2 separate regions of the Oryctolagus cuniculus genome follow, and region 1 is linked to region 2. The links are chromatin contacts, called in public Micro-C maps. All regions are on one chromosome and are shown on one strand. Each heading gives the region's core, a stretch centred on a gene start, on an enhancer-like site or on the middle of the called end of the contact. The rest is flanking DNA. Distances are from core to core; before and after follow the strand shown. Region 1 holds the start of CDKAL1 (CDK5 regulatory subunit associated protein 1 like 1). Region 2 holds the start of E2F3 (E2F transcription factor 3).

Region 1 (5,701 bases), core at 2,660-5,159, 130 kb after region 2:
TTATTCCCTCAATCCAACAGACAGGAAGTTCTATCAGCTGTATCTTCAAATATGGTTGTACTCAAACTACTTTTCTTCAGCTCTCCATCCATCTCTGCCCTGGCTTGGAACACTGTCAGTAGAGGCTTGGAAAATTGCAGAGCTTCCCAACTGACCTCCTTGGCCCATTCCTCTTCTTGGATCGCTCTGGTGGCCCTCATTTTTTCAGAGTAAAAGCCAAAGTTCCAATTGTGGCCTGCTGGACCTTGGATCTGAACTCCTCTCTTATCTGAACAATCCAATTTTCCTGCTGTTTCTCAGGCATGCAGGTTATGTTTCTCCCTTAGGACTTTACCTGCTATACCACACAACATCTGCCCCAAGCCCTGACTCTTTGTACTCTTTAACCTGCTATGGGTTTTTTTGGCCGTTAGTATCAGCTTTGAACACACTGTATAAGCTTTATATCATATTCAGTATGTTTTGTCTATCATATAAACTGCTAACATATAAACTCTTAAAAGGGTAGCAATCTTGGTCTGTATTGTTTCCTGTACAATCCTTGGTATAATGTACATATGTCATAAATATATTATCATACAACTCTGTAGCTTTGTAATTTATTTATTTAAATATTTATTTATTTATTTGAAAGTGAGAGTTACACAGAGAGAAGGAGAGGCAGAGAGAGAGGTCTTCCATCTGATGGTTCACTCCCCAATTGGCTGCAACGACCAGAGCTGTGCCGATCTGAAGCCAGCAGCTTCTTCTGGGTCTCCCACACGGGTGCAGGGCCCCAAGAACTTGGGCCATTTTCTATGGCTTTTGCAGGCCACAGCAGAGAGCTGGATCGGAAGTGGAGCAGCCAGGTCTCGAACCGGTACCCATATGGGATGGCGGCACTTCAGACCAGGGCGTTAACCCACTGCACCACAGTGCCGACCCCTGCAGCTTTGTAATTTATAGAGTCATATATTACTGAAGGACAGAGAAAACATTATGTGTCTGTTTCCCACAGATACTTACAAGCAATCAAGGAGTTAGATAGCACATGCAAATTATTATTTTTTAATCATCAAGAGAATACATAGGGGCCAGTGTTGTGGCATAGTGGGTAAAGCCACTGTCTGTGACATGGAGATCACATATGGGTACCAGACTGAGTCTCAGCTGCTTCACTTCCAATCCAGCTCTTTACTCATCACATGGGAAAGCATCGTGCTTGGGCCTCTGCCGCCACATAGGAGACCGGGAAGGTCCTGGCTCCTGGCTTCAGACCAAATGAGCACTGGCTATTGTGGCCATCTGGGGATTGAACGTGTGATGAAGGTCTCCTTGTCTCTGTTTCTGTCTCTCTACCCCCACCATAACTCTTTCAAATAAATAAAGTATATTTTTTAAGAAGAGAGAATATGTAGGGGCAGGTGTTCGGTCTAATGGTTAAGACATTGGTTAGGATACTGTGTCCCATATTGGAGTTCTTGGGTTTGATACCTGGCTCTGCTCCTGACTCTAGCTTCTTGCTAATGTGCATCCTAGGAGCCAGCAGGTCATGGCTCAAGTAATTGGGTCCCTGCCACCCACATGCGAGGACTGAATAAGCTCTTAGATCCTGGCTTCCACTCAGGCTGCTGAGGGCATTTGAGAGAACCAGTAGATGGGAACTCTCTGTCAGGAAATTTTTTTTTTAATTTTAATTTTAATTAATTAATTAATTTGTTGACAGGCAGAGTTAGAGAGAGAGACAGAAAGGTCCTCCCTTTCCGTTGGTTCACCCCCCAAATGGCCGCCACGGCTGTTGAGCTGCACCGATCCGAAGCCAGGAACCAGGTGCCTCCTCCTGGTCTCCCATGCGGGTGCAGGGCTGAAACACTTGGGCCATCCTCCACTGATTTTATTTATCTCTTTGAGAGATAGAATTACAGAGAAGGAGAGATACAGAGAAAGTTCTTTCATCTGCTGGTTCACTCCCCAAATGGCCGCAATGGCTAGAGCTATGCTGATCTGAAGCCAGGAGCCAGGAGCCAGGAGCCACGATCGTCTTCCTGGTCTCCCAAGTGAGTACAGGAACCCAAGTACTTGGGCCATATTCTGTTTTCTGGATGGGAAGAGAAGCAGCTGGGACTCGAACTAGCACCCATATGGGATGCCGTGCCTAACTCCACAGTGCCAGCCCCACCCCCACCCCCCTTTTTTTAAGAAGAGAATATGTAGCAATAAGAAATTTGGGATTTTTTTTTCATTTGGAGGGGACAGAAATCCATTTTAATTATCTTAAGAAAAAAGGGAGGACTTACTTCTTCACAAAACTGCTCAGAATAAAGCTGGCTGAAAGTAAGAGCTTCCAGTTGTGTTTAGAGCTTACTGACTACTCCATTCGTTGCTCAACTATGCTTTCCTCTGGAATCGTTCTGGTCTCAGGCAGGTTCTGCACATGGTAGCCTGGAAGGTTCAGCCCCACATTCTGGCAGCTGATGGAGAGCCCAGAATTCACGCTGGCCTTGTTTGATTTACATGCGGTGTTCCCATTGCTCTGGCCTGGGCCATGGGCCCTTGTATAGCTCCCAAACACTTGTACTGAGAGTGTAAGCATGAAAAGATAAAATTCATTATAGAATTGACTCAAACCTATTTGTGTAAATTGTTGGAATAGGAGAGCTGATGTTACAAGTATAGCACTCTGACCCCTAGTGGTTAGATTACATGGAGAAAAGTCAGTATCAGTCCAAAGACAACCAGAGGCTAATTTACAGGAGCTCTCCCTTATCTACAGGGGACACCTTTTAAGACTCCCCGCTGGATGCCTGAACCATCAATAGTATTGACCCCTATACAGTTATATACTATTTTTCTAAACATATATAATTATTATTATAGTGTTTAATTTATAAATCAGGCAAGAAACAAATGAACAATAACATAACAAAATATCATAATTATAGCAAAGGAGTCTAACAAAAGCTGTCTAAAACTTATGGATTATTTATTTTTGGAGTTTTCCATTTAATATTTTTGGATTGTGGTTGATTGTGGATAACTGAAACCTCGGAAAACAGAATTGGGATTAGGAGGGACTACTGCATTTCACTTCATGATTTTCACTCACATATGTTTACCAAGACACTATTGTATGCAAGGTTATGAGCCAGGCAGTAGGATCACAAGCAAGAAGGCAGCTCAGGGACAACACAATTTTACTGAGTTGGAGGAGGACTGCAGGAGGCCATTGGGATTCTTATGGGTATGAGTAAGCAGAGAAAAGGAGGGTATTTTAATTAGAAGAAATTGTGCTCAGAAAGGTATTTGCAAAATGTAAAGTTCTTGTCCCAAATCACTGTGAAACCCAAAGTTGGGCATAAAGTCACGATTTCTGAGTCCTGTTGGTGGCCTATTGTCTCCACATTTTTTTTTTTAAGTGGAGATGTTCTTTCTGCAAGCAGAATACCAAATACCAGTGTCTTGAGTCAAGAATAATACAGTGAAGCAATAGGTAAAACAACCAATTTAGGATCAGTATACTCCATAAACGCTGTTTTCCTCCATGCTGTCTCAGCATTCCAAAATTAAGTAAAAACAAAAATCTCAAATTACTTGCTTGATGTCGCATGATCTACGTTACATTTAATCTACTAAATGTTTTTTCCTACTAAAGAGCCACTTTCCCCAAAGGTTAAGGAAGCTACTAGGTTCTTTGGGAATCAAAACGGGATTCAAGCGCAACTTCGCCTAAGTATTTAAAACTCCCTGTTCCCTCTTTTGTAAACGCTTAGAAATAGTAATAATAAATAAACAGTGAGGTAATGTTTATGTAAAGCGATTAGCAGAGTGACTGACAATAAGAGTTACGTAAAAGTTAGTTATGAAGAGATTCTAGAATCCAAACACCTATGAATGTATTTTGTCTGGAATCCAAGAAACTTATTAATCGAATTAAACCGGAACCCGGCGCGTTCAGCAATGACGCAATTTGACCTCTCCGGGACACCGTCGCCGAGCATGCGTAAATAAACGTGGCGGGACGTGGGTGTCATGGCGCGCTCCATGTAAAGTCCGTAGTTTCTGAAGAGTGTTGATTTGCTTTCGTTTTGGGCCGGTTGTTAATTCCTGACTGCAAGGTAAGACTGCCGAGTAGATCCTAGCAGGGCGGAGTGGAGTCTGAGGCCCTTTAATGGCGAACCTTTATTTCTGTATTTTCAGTCTTGGGCGATTTGCTTATTTGTTCCGCAGTTAGAAGGGAACTCGCCAGCTGGGATGGGGGAATGGGAGGCAGATTGCGCTGCCGGCAGTGAGGAAGAGGTCTTTGACCTCAGATGTTAGGAGATCTCTTCTTAGTGGTTAGATTTAACTTCATTGTTCTCCCACTTTCTACGCTAGTGAACCTGTGGGAAGTGGCAAGGGCTTCAATCATCCAACTTTCACAGAGATATCTTATGAAGAATTTAAACCGAAGTTGGCCAGAGGAGCAGCTGTTCTGCTCTTTCACTTTTTGTTCTCCTGTACTTAGGGAATCTTGCGGATTCTCGGGGTAACACGTGTCTTTGGGTGGACGGTGATCCGGGTGCCTGTCCCGGTGCCTGTTACTGTTTTGTAGGAGCTGCTTACACGCATTGCGCTGACGTGTTGTAGTGTGGGGTGGCACCTATTCCTAGGGTCAGAGGCTGGATCACCGGCTTGGCAGATCGCGGCACACCTGTCTGTTAGCAGTAAGCAGCAGTGGTGTGGAACTTCGTTAACCCTACCCTATAAAGCTGTCTGGTGAAGTCTGATTCCTTTTAGGTAGTTTTAAGTCCTTACACTGGTTTTGTAAGCTTGCTGGGTGCTTGTTTTTTGTAATCAGTTTTTATTTTCCAGACTCATCTTTCAAGAGGACGTGAGACTAATTGCTAATAATCAAGGTAGATTTTAAACCTTTTGAGTGGCATATTACAAATTAGAATGTGAAGAAAGATAGCTTAATTTCTTGGCAAATTTACCACTATCATTTCATGGAAACATGATTTTCATACCACTAAATCCAAGACATATTTTCTTTTCTTTTTTTATAAAGATTTATTTATTTATTTGAAAGAGTTACACAGTGAAAGGAGAGGCTGAGAGAGGTCTTTCATCCGCTGGTTCACTCCCCAGTTGGCTACAACAGCTGGAGCTGTGCTGATCCGAAGCCAGGAGCTTCCCCCGGGTCTCCCACGTGGGTGCAGGGGCCCAAGGATTTGGGCCTTCTTCTGCTTTCCCAGGCCATAGCAGAGCTAGATGGGAAATGGAGCAGGTGGGACTCAAATTGGCGCACATATGGGATGCCGACATTGTAGGCGGCGGCTTTACTCGCTATGCCAACAATGCTGCCCCTTACATATTTTCATTTATATTGCTTAACCTTTCATTTTCATTTAGCAGCACTGATTGTGTCTGCTTTCTGAATATGCACCCCCCACCTTTTTTGGGGGGACTTCTGTGACCCCGATTTTCTCTGCTGGCTGCTTCTTAGTTTCCATTATAGGTGGTTCTCCTGGGCAGTTAAATTTGGAGTTCTTTATGCCTTATTTTGTATTTTGTCTTCTAACTGGTCTCATTCTCCCTGGGTAATGGTGATGTAAACCACATGCTATTAATTTTTTTAAAGATAATTATTTTATTTGAGAGGTAGAGTTATAGACAGTGAGCAGGACAGAGAGGTCTTCCATCGGCTGGTTCACTCCCCAGATGGCCGCAATGGCAGGAGCTG
Region 2 (5,991 bases), core at 2,333-4,832:
CCGGGATCTGCACTTTCAAAAGCTCCTTGAGTGAATCTGCATCTTCTGGCCAGCAAGTCACGCTTTGGGACATCACCCACAGGACTTGAGAGGCCAGGTGGCAGTATTGCTGTCCTGTGGAGTACGTGTGTATGTGCATCAATGGTGAGTTACAAGGCGTGAAGGCTCAGGAAAACAAGCAGTTTCCTAGGCTGTCATATAAGTTATCATAAACTGGGTGGCTTATGACAATAAAAATTTATTCTTTCCCAGTTCTGGAGGCCAGTAGTCCAAAACCAAGGTGTGGGCCGGACCATGCTCCCTCCCAGAGGCTCTGGGAAGGCTGTTTCTTGTCCCCTCCAGATTCTAGTGGCATTCCTGGCTTGTGGCTGGTCACTCCAATCTCTGCCTCCATCTTCACTGGGTGACCCTTATAAAGAAGATCCTGGTCATTAGATTTAGGGCCCATTCCCCAATAATCCAGAATGGCCTTGTCTCAAAAGTCTTAGTTTAGTTACACTTGTAATGACCCCATTTCTCCCCCCCACCCCAACAAGCTCACAATGACAGGTTACAGAGGCTAGGGGCCACCATTCAAACAACCACACAGGCCAATTCCAGGACAAGTGGCTGCCTTGGGCTACTGTCAGAGCAAGGGAAGGTAGGGATGGGAACTGGTGGAACGAGGAGTCTGTGAGTCTAGTGCTAGATGGACACGTCTTCAAAGCAAGATGAGGAGGGCTCTGCCTTAGGAACCAGCCAGAAGCTGACATTAGAGAGGAGCAGGTTGGAGCAGGGTGAGCAGCATCTGACTTTATGTCGGTATTCTGATTTTGAGACAGATTAGGTACTCCCTACTAACCAGGACACCATTGCAGTCCTAGTTTGGGACAAAACCAAGCTGCCCCAGAGGCTCTAGGAAGATTAAAGGCTAGGAGTCAGACTGGACTCCAAGGACCTGCAAAGCATGATCACACAAATAGAATAGAATCATCAATCGTTACTCTGTATTAAGCGCCTCTTGTATGCCCTTGTACTTTATCTGTTACTGTCTCTTTTCATCACAGCCTTGCAGTAAAGATGGATTCGTTTTTAACATATGAGGAAGCTGTTTAATGATTTTTTTTTTTTGACAGGCAGAGTGGACAGTGAGAGAGACAGAGAGAAGGGTCTTCCTTTGCCGTTGGTTCACCCTCCAATGGCCGCCGCGGCCGGCGCGCTGCGGCTGGCGCACCGCGCTGATCCGATGGCAGGAGCCAGGAGCCAGGTGCTTTTCCTGGTCTCCCATGGGGTGCAGGGCCCAAGCACCTGGGCCATCCTCCACTGCACTCCCTGGCCACAGCAGAGGGCTGGCCTGGAAGAGGGGCAACCGGGACAGAATCCGGCGCCCCGACCGGGACTAGAACCCGGTGTGCCTGCGCCGCTAGGCGGAGGATTAGCCTAGTGAGCCGCGGCGCCGGCCTGTTTAATGATTAAAACTATAAAGCTAGTCAGAGGCAGAACAGAATTTGAACCCAGCTCCCGCTGACTCCAAAACTCATTTTCTTTTTACTAAAACATGCTGCCTCTCCACAAATGAATAGACTACCTCTGATTTTAGCCTCTTGTTTCCAATACCTCTTCTCCCTGAACGCTCCCTCCACTTCCTGATCCTAGGGTTCAACAGACATAAACATGTCAAAACATCTGTTTCTCTATGTGAAAAAAAATATAACTTGCTAAGGCGAATGATAAATATTTCAAAGCTTTCTGAGCGAGGGTCACAGGTGTGGATCTGGGTGGTGAACGTTTGCTTTCTTGTGGCTGCATTTATCCTGCTACAATCACTTACTGGGAGCCCAAGCCCAGACTCTGTGCCCAGTCCCAGTCCCAGGCTTCTCTCATGGTTAAATGCAGGCCCATAATGACTGTGCATGTGGCACCAGCCTTCCCCCACGACCCCATGATGTAGGCTGCCAGCGCCATTCTGCAGAGGGTGATATCCAAGAAGTGACAGTGCTAGTTTCCTCCATGGTGACCCACAGTGGGAAACAACACTGACGGGACAAGATCAAAGAAGTTGCTACTACACTATCTCCGGCTCACCCAGGAATCGATGGGCTTTAAATACCACCTAATATGCCCCCCAAAGACAGTATCAGCCTATCAGCGTCAAGCAATGTTTGGGTTCTGGGCCACAGAACCTCAACAAGCTTGAATGAAAGACAAAAATATTTCTGAGACTGGTGCAAGGTTTGCTGTTTCAAAAAAGGTAACAGGTCTGAGGTATTTAAGGAATCCTGTTGGGCGTTTCGGGGGGCTCCGAGCACATGAGTTTTGGGGAAAAATTAATTTATGAAAGTCTGGTGAATGGGCTCAAGGTATTGCCATCGTCATCACCTAGCAGTGACAGGAATGTAGATAAGGACACAGACACCTTTCCCTACATTCCTGTAGGGGTCTCTTTTCTGCAAAAAAAAAAAAAAGTCTCACGGGAGCAGTTTTTAATTTTAAGGCCCGTGAAGAGCTGTACCAATCCAGAAGTCCACTTGACAACAATATGTCATAATATTTTTTGACGACAATTTCGAGTTTACTAGAAAAAAAAAAAAAAAAAAAAAAGAGTCTTCTGAAATCTTCCGGCGTCGGTCTGGGCGGCTCGGAGTTTGCTTTCCCGGGGCGAACTTGCCAAGAAACCCGGGCTGCGCGGGCCGGCGCGGGCGCAGCTCGCGAGATCACCACGTCATCCTGGAAGCGAGCGCCTTCCTGGGATTACTGCCCGCGGATTGCATAGTTCTAGGTTAGCCCTGACGAACTGCCCTGCGTGCTTCTGGGCCGCACAGTGTCGGGTGGCCTCCTGCCAGTAACTCCGCGGTACTTGATGTCCTTTGCCCAAAAGAGTGAGTTTCCACCGAAACCCACCCCGGGCCGATAATGCAGCTAGCAGGAAAGCTCTGGAGCGGGAACGAAGTAGAGCCCGCCATGGCCGTGAGCCGAACCTCCTGCCCCCACGGTCCTGTGTACCGGTCAGCCTCCGCTGTCGGGGCCGCGAGGGCTGGATCTCAGGACTCGAGAGCGCCCCGAGTTAAAGGGCTCAGCTTCCACCTGCCAGGCGCACATCTGGGGAGGATCTCCTGCATGCAGTTGCTCATCCACTGCCCTGACCAGCCAAAGAGCTGTTCCCCAAAGTGTCCCCGTGGTCACCTTGACAGTTTGCAAAAGCGAAACCTGCGCTCTCGGCTAGATTGACATCCAGCGCGCAGAGATCTGAGTGCCAGCCCCGGTCAGGGGAGCCAACCCCGCGGGCGGCCGGGGCCGGGGCGGGGCCCGAGGCAGGCGTGGTCAGCCGTGGGAGAGCAGCGAAGGTGTTGCTCCACCCTCCAAGAAAAAAAAAAAAACCTGCCCTGACCCCAACCAATCAAACAGGCCTATGCAAATAGGACCCCTGTCGCCCCGGTAACCACGATGCCCGACAGCCAATGGAAAGCAGTCGATCGCGGCCCTGCTCCGCGATTGGGACTGAAGGGAGGCGACGGAGGCCCAATGGGCTGTGGGAACGGTCCTCGGCGGGTTGAGGGGCGGGGATATGCAAATATGGTTTGAAAAGCCGGCGGGAAATCCGAGTTTCGCGGGAGGACCTTGGCGCGTAAACCGTATCCCTTCATTCATTGTCAGCAGCAGCTTCCTGGAGCCATTTTTCAGCTGCCGGCCGCAGCACCCGGGCTGCCGCCGCCGCCTCGCAATCCGTTGCATCGGCCGACCCCGACGCCTCCATCCGTCCTCGGGGTCTGATATCCGTGCGGCCGGGACCCTCCTCTCTCCAGAGCCCCGATTATTTTTGGCCCCTGGGGCCCGTGCGGTGCGGAAAAATAAAAAAGAAAAAAGAGAGAGGAGAGAGACTTGGAAACTCCGGCTGCAAATAATAAAGACATTGAAAGCAATACATTCATATAGCGTAACACTCAAAAAAGAGAGCAGGAGCGAGAGATGAGAAAGGGGATCCAGCCCGCCCTGGAGCAGTACCTGGTGACCGCCGGGGGTGGGGAGGGGGCGGCTGTCGTCGCCGCCGCCGCCGCCGCCGCCATGGACAAAAGGGCACTGCTAGCCAGCCCGGGCTTCGCCGCCGCCGCCGCCGCCCCGGGCGCGTACATCCAGATCCTCACCACGAACACTTCCACCTCCTCCTGCTCCTCCTCCCTGCAGAGCGGCGCCGTGGCCGCCGGCCCCCTCCTCCCCAGCGCCCCCGGCGCGGAGCCGACGGCCGGCAGCCTCCTCTACACCACGCCGCACGGACCCTCCAGCAGAGCCGGGCTGCTGCAGCAGGCGCCAGCGCCGGGACGCGGCGGCAGCGGCGGCGGCGGCGGCCCTCCGGTAATTGCTCCCCCCGGCCCGGCCCCGGCGGGAGGGCGCGCGCGGTGGGTCGGTGGGTGGGTGGGTGCGGGCGAGAGCGCCAGGCCGGGCCGCGTGGGCCTTCGAGGCTGCCCTTGTCCGGGGGCTCATTGTTGGGACTTGCGCGTCCCGCCTCAAGCGCCGGGGGGCCGCCTCGGTGCGACCCACGGCGAACACTCGCAAACTTTTCGCGGGCCCCCCCACCCTGCTTCCCCTGCACTTTTCCCTAACCCCCCCACCCCACGCACTCTCCCCTCCCCTCCAACTCTAAGCTTCCTCTTTCTCGGGCGTAGGAAGGGGTCACGCCCCGGATGGAGAAGGGGGTGTGGGGGAGGGAGCAGGGAACTGGGGAGCTGGGGGGGGACCCCGGGGGTGCAGACCGGGCGGCCGTGGTGGTGGGTGCTCGCGCCCCCTCGCCGGCGTGGGCGGCCGGGGGGTTCCCGCGGCGTGATCGCGCAGCGCAGGGGGGCCCGGCCGAGCTGCGCTTGACACATTTTGGGATCTGTAACTCCGGGCAACAAAGGGGCTGGGGGAAGACAGAGGGGGGTTGGGGCCCGGGGGGTGGGGCGCAAAGCCGCTGCGGGCTGGGGCGTGGGCTGCCCGGGCCAGGGGCTCGCCGGCTGGTGCACGGCCTGGGCGCATCCTGGCGGCGCCCGCGTGGCCCGAGCGCCCGGGCCTTCTTCGCCGGGCCCAGGGCCTGCCCTTGACCCGCCTCTCCCCTGGCCCCTGCCGCCTCCGCCCTGGCCCCCTCCCCGCCCCCGGCGGCGGCGGCAGCGGAGGGCGGGGGCAGCCGGTTCCCGTCCCGCCGCCCGGGTCTGTCCCCCTCTCCCCGGGACCCGCCGGTGACGTTTCGCACACGTGCGCGGAGGACGCGCCTGTGACTGGGGAGGCGGCGGCGGCGGGAGGGGGCGCTGGAGGGGCAGAGGGGGCACCCACTTCCTCCTGCTCGCCGGCTCCCTGGCCTGGGACGGTCCCGGCGCCCTCGCACCCGCCCCCGGCACCGCCGCCTCCCGCCGCTCTCCCCACCCCCGCCGGCGCCCGCCCTCGCCCGGCGCCGCCGGTCTGCTCGGCCCTCCGGGCCCCCTCTGCAGCCGGCCCCCGCCTCCCCGGAGCCAGGCTGGTTTCGGAAATGCCCTTACAGCAGCAGGTTAGTGACCGGGACGGTCGGGGCCGCCGCCGCCGCCGCTGCCGCGGGCACCGGGCACCGGGCGGGGCTGGGCCGAGGCCGCGCGGGGTTTTGGAGTGGGAACGGGGGGTTGGGTGCTGGAGGGAAATGAGTAAGCAAGAAAAATCTAACTAAGTCAGTGCCCCGGCCTCGGGCTTCGCGAGCCCCGGGGCGGCAGGGTGCGCCCCGGGGTGGGGGTGGGGGGTGGGCACGGTGCGGGCGGGCTGCTCCTCGGGGGGCGGCTAGATGGGGTCCTCGCCCCGGGGGGCCGAGCGGAGCCCTGCCTCGCGTCCGCCGGCCCGGTGCTGGAGGGGGAGGGGGCGGGTCAGAGGGTAGGGTGTCTGCGGGGTACTCAGGCCACCCGCCACCCCCTCCCTTTGTCCCCGTCATTTATAAAGCGCCTTTGAGGGATGATTTAGGTCAGTATGCGGCTTCTCTTTTTGTTGGTACCAGAAAGAAGCGTGGCCCGGAGGTCTCCC

Evidence for each region. Hi-C and Micro-C count contacts between places; a contact is called where the count stands out from the background.
Region 1: a Micro-C map of ear pinna shows a contact between it and region 2, with 9 times the contacts expected there. The contact joins the promoter of CDKAL1 here to the promoter of E2F3 in region 2. A contact is called at or near these places in 4 of 6 Hi-C or Micro-C datasets (ear pinna, psoas muscle, skin fibroblasts and 1 more).

What each region holds. Positions count from the first base shown.
Region 1 is chr5:147,850,407-147,856,107 of mOryCun1.1, forward strand. It overlaps CDKAL1 (CDK5 regulatory subunit associated protein 1 like 1), which reads left to right and starts at 3,910. Exons shown (of 16, transcript XM_008262511.4): 1 at 3,910-4,094; 2 at 4,831-4,874.
Region 2 is chr5:147,717,410-147,723,400 of mOryCun1.1, forward strand. It overlaps E2F3 (E2F transcription factor 3), which reads left to right and starts at 3,583. Exons shown (of 7, transcript XM_051854994.2): 1 at 3,583-4,329. The coding sequence starts at 3,946.